3 separate regions of the Mus musculus genome follow, and regions 2 and 3 are each linked to region 1. A link is a contact called in public Hi-C data. All regions are on one chromosome and are shown on one strand. Each heading gives the region's core, a stretch centred on a gene start, on an enhancer-like site or on the middle of the called end of the contact. The rest is flanking DNA. Distances are from core to core; before and after follow the strand shown. Region 1 overlaps Pax6os1 (paired box 6 opposite strand 1). Region 2 overlaps Elp4 (elongator acetyltransferase complex subunit 4). Region 3 holds the start of 4930527A07Rik (RIKEN cDNA 4930527A07 gene).

The links. Hi-C and Micro-C count contacts between places; a contact is called where the count stands out from the background.
Region 2: a Hi-C map of cerebellum shows a contact between it and region 1, with 4 times the contacts expected there. The contact joins two enhancer-like sites. A contact is called at or near these places in 1 of 39 promoter capture datasets (embryonic stem cells), 2 of 15 datasets of contacts at CTCF or cohesin (embryonic stem cells and pro-B cells), 27 of 484 Hi-C or Micro-C datasets (the AML12 cell line, the G1E-ER4 cell line, the HPC-7 cell line and 11 more), 5 of 115 datasets of contacts at active chromatin or transcription factors (differentiating embryonic stem cells, embryonic stem cells and stem cell-derived neural progenitor cells) and 2 of 9 other capture datasets (embryonic stem cells and pancreatic islet).
Region 3: a contact with region 1 is called in a Hi-C map of cerebellar granule neurons, with 2.1 times the contacts expected there. The contact joins the promoter of 4930527A07Rik here to the enhancer-like site in region 1. A contact is called at or near these places in 13 of 484 Hi-C or Micro-C datasets (the G1E-ER4 cell line, the HL-1 cell line, the MC3T3-E1 cell line and 8 more).

What each region holds. Positions count from the first base shown.
Region 1 is chr2:105,606,997-105,609,858 of GRCm38.p6, reverse strand. The region is part of intron 1 of Pax6os1 (paired box 6 opposite strand 1); the gene reads left to right. Among named protein-coding and RNA genes, the nearest start is that of Gm35946, 3.1 kb to the left of the region's middle. Within about 2 kb of position 1,493, at least 16 of the 459 cell types and tissues checked have an H3K27ac peak or open chromatin away from gene starts, as enhancers often do. A contact at or near this core is called in cerebellar granule neurons and cerebellum, where this site is marked.
Region 2 is chr2:105,803,268-105,806,129 of GRCm38.p6, reverse strand. The region is part of intron 7 of Elp4 (elongator acetyltransferase complex subunit 4); the gene reads left to right. Among named protein-coding and RNA genes, the nearest start is that of Elp4, 100 kb to the left of the region's middle. Within about 2 kb of position 1,474, at least 8 of the 459 cell types and tissues checked have an H3K27ac peak or open chromatin away from gene starts, as enhancers often do. A contact at or near this core is called in cerebellar granule neurons and cerebellum, where this site is marked.
Region 3 is chr2:105,474,937-105,477,798 of GRCm38.p6, reverse strand. 4930527A07Rik (RIKEN cDNA 4930527A07 gene) reads right to left here and starts at 1,356. Exons shown (of 3, transcript NR_166134.1): 1 at 944-1,356.

The DNA.
Region 1 (2,862 bases), core at 244-2,743:
TGTTTCATAACAACAATTGAAATCCTAAGATAGTTGGGTATCAAATTCAGTGTCTCCTGCCTACACAGAAAGCACTTTACCATCTGAGCTATCTCCAAGGCTCTATTTCTAAGTATTCTATTAGAATTATCGAAGAGAAACCGCTAAGCCTAAGTAATTGCACACATATATTTTGGGAGAAGAAGGCCTGATTGCGTGTTTTTGGCTTTGAAAACTGATTTAGAAGGCCGGGGAAGTAGCTTAGCAGGGCAGCACTTGTCCAGGAACTGTTAGGTTCTGGGTTCAAATTCCCAGGATGGAGAGAGAGATGGGTTTGGGAAGTTATGTTTGAGCCCCAGATCACATTCCACCCATCTTTAACATCTTTGCATCATCTTGTTGGTATTTATGGTTCAACACTTGCAGCTTCAGAATGAGGGTGGTAGCAGAGCCTGTACCCCAGGAAAGAACTGTTCCCTCTAAGTGCCCACATTGGAAGCAACCTAGTATAGTGCCCAGTCTGTCTCAGGAATCGCTTGGAGCCAGACCAACTGTGCCTTTCATTGTGTACCCAAAGGGTTATCACTCAGCCTCTCTGAATGAGTTTCTTCATCTGCAAACTAGCAAGTGAAACTCATGTTTACTTGAAGACTCAGTGCGGATAAACACAGCACAGCGCCCGATCCGTGGTTAACTCTTCAGTAAGCATGCAGTAATACACATGATCTAGATGACCCTTAAAGCAGCCTTTTAGCTGTTCAAGTTGCAAGTCTTTCCCCGAAGCAGCAAGAAGACCATGAATTGCCACCCACGCCACAGAGGTGATTTCCTGAACGCTGAAGTCCTGCTGTTAGCAGAGCCCTGTGCTGTGCATGCGTACATCGAGCTGAGTTGTATGTACCCCAGGAACTTCCTGGCTGGAAGGAAAGGGAAACAGCAGTGACTCAGATCCAAGGCGCCAACCAGGAACAGAGATGCATGTGACAAGAGGCATTTGGAAGAGGCAGTGCAATGACAGGTCCACCCAGTCCAGGCTTTGCTAAAATGGGGGGCTGGGATTAGAGTTCTGCCTGGCTTAAATACTCACGCATTTCCTCTGTACCTATCAAGAAAGCCAAGGTTAAAGTGCTCCTGGAGTAGACCAGGTCTGCCTGATAGGTCTGTATTTTGTGTTGTCCCGCACGGGGGTCCTTGCAGTGTGGCAAGGGTGACTGAGGAGCTGAATTCTATCTTGCACTGAAATGTTACCCGCAGTTGCTGCGTTAGATGGCATATTGAGACAAGGAAGATGCATTTAAAAGGAAGGTCTGACATCGAGGATCAAAGTCTTTAATGTCGAGCAAAGTGGGAGGACTTAAAAGCAAGAAGGGCAACGGACAGACTCCAGCATGAAAGGATCCTTCACGGCCACCAGGCTGGTTTTGTGGAGGCCAAATCTCTTGCTCCTCGTGAGCCACACAGGAATTCGGTTGCTGTGCTCTGACCCTGCCATCTTTGTGGCTCTTTGTCAACCAGTCTGGGGCCAGGCCAGAGCCCGTGGGGAGGGCTCCCTTTGGCAAACACACTTCCCTTCTTCTCTGTTTGTATTTGGCATTAAACCGAGTAACTGTCTCATGCTGAAACCACCACACGTGTCTAATTCCCATTTTGTTTTCTGTCAGACTCAGGCAGAGCACCCATGGAAAAGCTGGCACTTTTGGGTCACAAAGAGTGTTCTCTCTGCACTTGCTGATGGCTGGGGATGCACTGGACATGAACTGGGCAGCCATGGGGACTGCAGGCCTCCATCAGAATCATTCAAATCTGAGTTGAGCAGCCTTGGGTGGGTGTGTCCAACATACACTATGGGAAGGAAGAGGAAAGAAAGAACAACCGCTAGAATAAAAAGATGTTTTCTACTGTGTTGCTTTTCTTTATTCCTCTTCCTTTTTTTGTCCCTTCCTTCTTTCCCTCTTCCTTCTTATCTTCTTCTTCTCCTTCTTCTTCCTTTCCTCCCTCTCCCTCCCTCTCTCACTTGCTCTCTTTCTTTTCAGGTAGGCTTCTCACTGGAATCAGGAGATTGCAGATAGTCTGGGCAAGCTTGCCAGTGAGCCCAAGGGACCTGCCTATCTCCATTTCTCTAGATCTGGGATGACACATGCTTGCCACCACACCAGCCCCAACCCCCCCTCCCCATCCCTTTAAAATGAGGCAGGATCTCATGTAGCCTTGGACAGCTTCAAACTCACCACATAGTGGAACATGACTCTGAACTTCTAATTTTTTGCCACCTTCTCCTGAAGGCTGGGATTATAGGCTTGTGACACCATTTTATATAGTTCTGGAAAGCCCAGGACTTCATGTCTGCTAGCTACTCTAGCTATCTGAGCTGAATCCAAAGCCAATTATGGTATTTCTAATTCCCAAGGTCTTAGTGTATGAAGCAGGCCCCTTCTTCCGGTATCAATCCTTTCCCACTGCACCTTCTGGTAAAGGTCAGGATGGATGCAGGGACTTCCTGAGGCAGGGCCAGCACCACCACACACAGGCCTTCTTCCCCTGGATCCTGGAGCAGGCACAGGACAGGTGTTCAGTGAAGATCGCTTGTTGGAGGAAGAGATCCTTCTTCTCGCCCCCACATCTTCACAAAAACACCCAGTGTCAGTTTTTGTGCCTAACAAATATGAGTCCCTTATGCTCCACAGACATAAAACAAGCAAAAAAAAAAAAAGCAAAAAGCAAAAAGCAGTTTTTATCCACTTTGTAGAGATTGGATACGTTGAGTAAGTTCAATGCAAACTTGAGTTTGATCTTCAAAGAACCCCAAATCCCACTACTTAGATTAAAGAAGCATCCCTCGGGAGCCCATTTTATATAAGGAGATAGACACTAATCAAATATGAT
Region 2 (2,862 bases), core at 225-2,724, 200 kb before region 1:
GGATTGGGCTAAAGGCAGACCAGGAAGCACAGATACGTGCTTATTTTCTAGCAGCATAAACTTCACAAGACTCACAACAGTTTTCCTACCATGACCAGAACTATTTCTGGAGTCTCTAAGTCAGAGTTTAAATGGTGATTGTGTGACTAGGACAGTTTTGCACACTCGCTGCCTCATTCACTCATTCATTCATTCATTCATTCATTCATTCATTCAAATACCGGAAGCATCGTGATAGGTATCTATGGATAAAACATAACAAAGTCACCACCTCAGGGATGTTGAAGATAGGATAAAATAAAACAAAAACAGTATGAATGCTGGTGGTTTGGGTTTGGGGTTTATTTGTTTAATGTTTGTTAGTTTTGTTTTGTTTCGTTGGTAGTGGTAAGGGTTTTGTTAGTTATTGTTATACTGGGTGTTTTGAAGGTTTTTTTTTTTTTTTTTTTTGGTCTGGTGTGGGAAGTGTGTGTGTGTTATGTGTTGGATATTTGAGCTTTGGTGTTAATAATTGTTTCTGTTAGGGAAAAAAATGTTATTTCATATCCTTGGAATTTTTGTCATATAATTAACCATCTTTAAATTAGCACAAGACTAAGGGTATATAAAATATTTTCATCTCTTGGAGTAGTGAAACAGCCAATCAGTGCTCTTGTCTCAGTTATTAGCATTCTGTCAGACTTGTACAGTAATGATTAGTTACCCTTTATTGTACTTTTGGCATGCTTCCCATGTTTAATTTCATTGTAGGGAAGGAACACATAGTTAAGGAAATTGCAAAAGAGGGGGAGAAGTTAAAATAGGGAAAATAATAGATTCAAAACTGATTTCAACTTATTGTTGTAATGATACTTATAAGCAGAGTGAACAAAGGTGATTTTTAAAGTTTCTATTTGAATTATTTTGTGTTCTTACATAAAGTCTTACAACTTTAAACTTGAAATGTTTTATTTGATTTGATTTAAGGTTATTTCTATAATAATACAATAGAAGCTGACAAGTGTGCTTTGAAGTCAATGTATAAAAATAAGTTCTAAATACCTGTTTAAAAGGACTGAAACTATTTAGGAGGCATATTATGAATGTCTTCAGACAGACATGTAGTTTTAAGTAGTTTTCCCTATAAAATTGTAGTATTATTACTCATAACTCTTATACTAGAATATAGTTTAGTATCTGTCCCAAGACCCTGTCTTAAAATATATGTGAAGATGGCTCCATTGAGTGTGGTTCTTTTCCACACTGAACTATGAGTGTGACTAGGGGCAGAGCCACCGTAGTGCCCTCTCTCCCAGCGTTACTTAGTTCCCACATCCCTGCTGAGTAGTTGTTCCACTCGCCAAGAAGCCTGTTAAAGAGCCCCTGAGAGCATGTGTACAGCCCTCCACGTTAATAGTTAATTGGTGAGGATGGCAAGATGAGAGGACAGCCGAGCATGTGGTCTCACAGACTCGGGAAGTAGACAGGCCTCGGCGATAATAACAGCAGATGCTCAGGTTCTCACAGCATAACTGTCCCGACTCTTGTTGAGGCGATGTTATCATGAACTGGAAAAAAAAAAAAAAGCTTATATCTAAGAAAAGGAACTAAGCCCTCTTAACTAAGCCCTCTTCTATTCTTCTACATGTTATATTATACGAAGACTTTAAATCTTTATGTATAAATCTCTATGTGAGTGGTTATTATCCTCTGAGTACAAGGAGCACTCCTCCGGCCCTGCTTACTCTTGGGAATGAGTGACTATCCCATGCCATGCCTTTAGCAACATTATTTTTGGCATAGTGAGCATAAAGTATTGTAAAATGGGACATTTTAATTTCTATATCTAGTCAGCTATAACACCATCATTTCTTTCTGATCTGTAAGTAGCATTTGTCTTAACTATTGGTGAGATTTGTTATCTATCTCAAAATTATGTAAACATTTTATACTTTTTTTTTTAATCCCAGTGATAGTGTGTGCTTGTAAAAAAATGAGAATCAGTAATATTTCTTTCTGGAAATAAAAGCTTAGTTTTGTGCCTAAATACAGTTTTGTTAGCAAAATGAAAAGAAAATATATTTTCTATTACTTGTATACTTCTCATACAACCCATGATAACTTATCCTTGATTTGTATTTTTAAATAGATTAAAAACACTTTTACCTAAAACTGTCAGGAAGTAAACACTTGGTATTAAAATGGAAGGTTATTCTCCTATACCCTTTTCATAGTTTTTTTTTCAAAGAATATTTACTCTCTCTCTTTTTTACTGCAATTTTTTTATCAGTGTTTCATAATCTACACTCTCTAGGGGACTTTTCAACACAGACAACGTAAAATGTTTCTTTCCCTGTGATAATGCGGGAAGGAAAATCTCCTGCATTTGCTTAAGAACATCAGTCAGTGCCTGCGTTGGTTAACCTTTCTCAGATCAGATTTCAAACGTGAAACTAGACTGCAGCATGTCTTTATTTATTGTCATTGGCAGTTGGTGACTTGATATTTGTAGTCAGTATCTTTATCACATAGTTACTGTCTTCGAATGATAACAGTTTTTACCCCAGTTCTTCATTGGATAAAACTCACCCATGCTATTTGGCAAATACTAAAGAAAGTGTTATTTCCTGATTTTAAAAAGGGAACAAAGAACCCTATCTCTTAAAAACTAAAGAGGTTTACATTTTTATCTTAATTAAAAACTTTTAAAATTAGTTGATAATGTTAATATGCTAGAGCTTTGAAGCTACTGAAGTGAATAATGCAAAACATTTGTCTGGAGAGAAATGTTTCCATCTGGTAACACCGCATTTATTCAATGCCAGAATATTACCAGCTATACCAAGTAAAGCCATGGCTGCCTTTACAAATCATTTATAAGTA
Region 3 (2,862 bases), core at 107-2,606, 130 kb after region 1:
GAGCCGTGATAGGCACACATACAACCCTGCAGTTTGAAATTCCCCACCAGGCAAATCTGAAATTATTCACATTTTTCTTGCAGATTTTTCATGAAGTGAGTGGCTGATGAAATAACTCTCAAATGGCTTTGCGTTTTCTGCTAAGGATCCTTCAATGGGTGCGTGCCTTCATGCCTCAGCTCCGCCAAGCCCTCCTCTTTCCTGTTTATGTTTATTTTGGAAGCCAAATGTGTTTACAAAATCAGTTAAAAAGTGTTAATGATCAGTTTCCAGCATACTAATGTGAATTTAAATTACTTTCACATGAATCAAGACAAATTAAAATTGCCATTTGATCACAAACTGTTTTAAATTCATATTATAAGTAGGTGCAACAAATCTGGATATATGCTTTTAAAAAAAAAAAAAGAGCAGTTTAAAAATAACCATTCTAGCTTGGCATGGTGACAGATGCTTATAATCCAAGCTCTCAGGAGGGGAGGTCGAGGCAGGGGGATCAGCAGTTCAGGGCTAGTCCACGAGACTCTGCCTCAAACTAAGCCAAATAAAAATTCACAATAAAAATAATATAACCATTCCAATGGCCTGAAGAAGCTCAGAGCAGGAAGTGTCTTCCCAGGAGGAATGATGTCAGTTTTTGGTCCCCTGTGTGGGAGAAGGTAGTGGGTGATAAGAGTCTGCTTCCTGGAGGCAAAATACTCCTGCACATAACTGTCAAGACTCAGTTATAGCTTTGAAGTACACATTAAAAAAACCCTTCTATTGATTCTTTGGTGAATCACACACACCAACCCCACTCATATCCCTGTCCCTTCTTATACACCCCCTGCCCTTGCATCCTCTCCCTCCCCCACCAAATATAGGATAGAATTTAAAAAAAAACAAACAAACTTGTCACAGCGTAGCCCACAGTACACCCTTCTGTCCACACATCTTTACTTACAAGTGTTCATTGCAAGGAGTCACTGCTCTGGTCGGAGGCATCTGGCTTCTGCTACATCATCAGTACTAGATCTTCATGGAGACTCCCCCTAGTCACCCTGTTATTATTGCCCTGTGTCATGGAGATCCTGCAGCTTTGGATCTGTAGGACTGGGCTTTTCACACCACCCAGCAGTTCATAGATGGGGTAGATGTTGGGGTGGGCTGACTCAAAGCCCTGAATCTGGGCCTGGTTGGTAGCTGAGTCGGTCAGCCCACCAGCTCTCCTGCACCAGTACCACCCTGTCGAGCTGTCTAGTACTGCCCCAGCTAGCTTGCCCTCGAATCACAGCTGGCAAGGGGCAGGGCCAACTGTCCCATGCGCATACCCTTGGCCAGCTCACCTGACCCTCACACCAGGGTCAGCTCTATTGTGTCACCCAGGCAAGGGGCGGGGCCAGTCTAGCACAGTGCCTCAGGAGCCCAGCCCAGGGACATCTGCATAGCCTTTGGTGATAACATGAACCTGAGGCACCAACACAGACCCTGGCTGTGATGGGACTCTAGATCCTGACATGGTCCCAGGCAGCAGCATGGACCCTGCTGTCACCATGGACTCAGGTGTCAGAGCAGGTCACTCAGATGAGCATGCCCCCCTACAGCACCAAGGCCCTCAGACATCCACATGATCTCCAGTGGCAGCCCAGACCACGGACATCAGCATGGCCTTTGGTGATAACTCAGACCCCAGCTGCCACAGGAGCACAGATCCAAACATGGCCCTTTGCCAAAGTCCAAGCCAAGGCATCACCATGTCCTCAGGCCGTTGTGCAGGTTCCTAAAGCTGCCTGTTGCCCACCACTGTCGTCTCCAGTTCCACCTTTCTCCAGAGTACACAACCCCCTCAGCTCTACTTTCTCTACCCTTTCTCCATTGTCTCTTTCCTATCTCTCTGTCGCACATTCTCCCATTGTGGTGGTTCCCAAGTTGAGTACTTGGGTATCTTTCTTCGGGCCGTCCATATCTGCACAATGAAAGTATGAATAAAATCAGCTGGGTGGATTACAAAATGTAACTCAAGGTTTGACTCAAAGCTCTGGACCTGGGCCTGGTTGATTGCTTTTACTCCATTTCAGTGTTAAATCTCTCTCTCTCTCTCTCTCTCTCTCTCTCTCTCTCTGGAGTTCATGCTCATATAGAGTAGAAAATGGAGGCTCTGTCAGGATTTCCTTCCCCCTTGTGTCCTCCTTCCTGCTTTTGGTGAAGCTGCTCCTGGGATTAGGGGTTGGCTGTAAGTCTGCACTTTGCAGAATGACACATCAGTACCCCAGAGAGTTCAAGAGTTCTAGGGTTCTAGAGAGAAGAAAACTATACTGGAGTTGATGGAGAAAAGAAAGCTGGCTTTCCCATCAGACAAGACATGGCCCCCTCATCCACAACTGTTCCACTCTTGTTCAAAATGAACGCTGGAGTTTGTCTGAAGAAAGTCTCCAGGGAGTAACTTTTTAAGAGTGGTATGTTAAAACCATCTCTTAATAAGACAAAGAAAGGAGTTAGCAAAGGGTAAGGCTGCCGTTCTGCATCCAGCTCTGTAAAGAAGTACCCGCCCCGAACTAAGGCAAACAGGAGTACAAGCCATGCCTGTGTCAGACACCATACAACTCTGGGTTCTCCGAGCCAGTTTCAAAGTGCCAGTGTCTCTGCTTTATAATATGTCTATGTCAGGGGTTTGGGTCACAGTCACAGGAGCACATAGAAGTGGACGAGATTTAACCCTGACGATGCCCAGTGCTTTGAACATCCTCTTTCATGGCGACCAAAGGTTCTTTTGCTCTTGGCTATGCAGAGCAGAATCTGATGAGACGTTTGTGAGCAACTTTAAGAACATCCAAGTACATACCTTCAAGGAGAAACAAAGAGTAGTTTCAGAAGTCGAGAGGT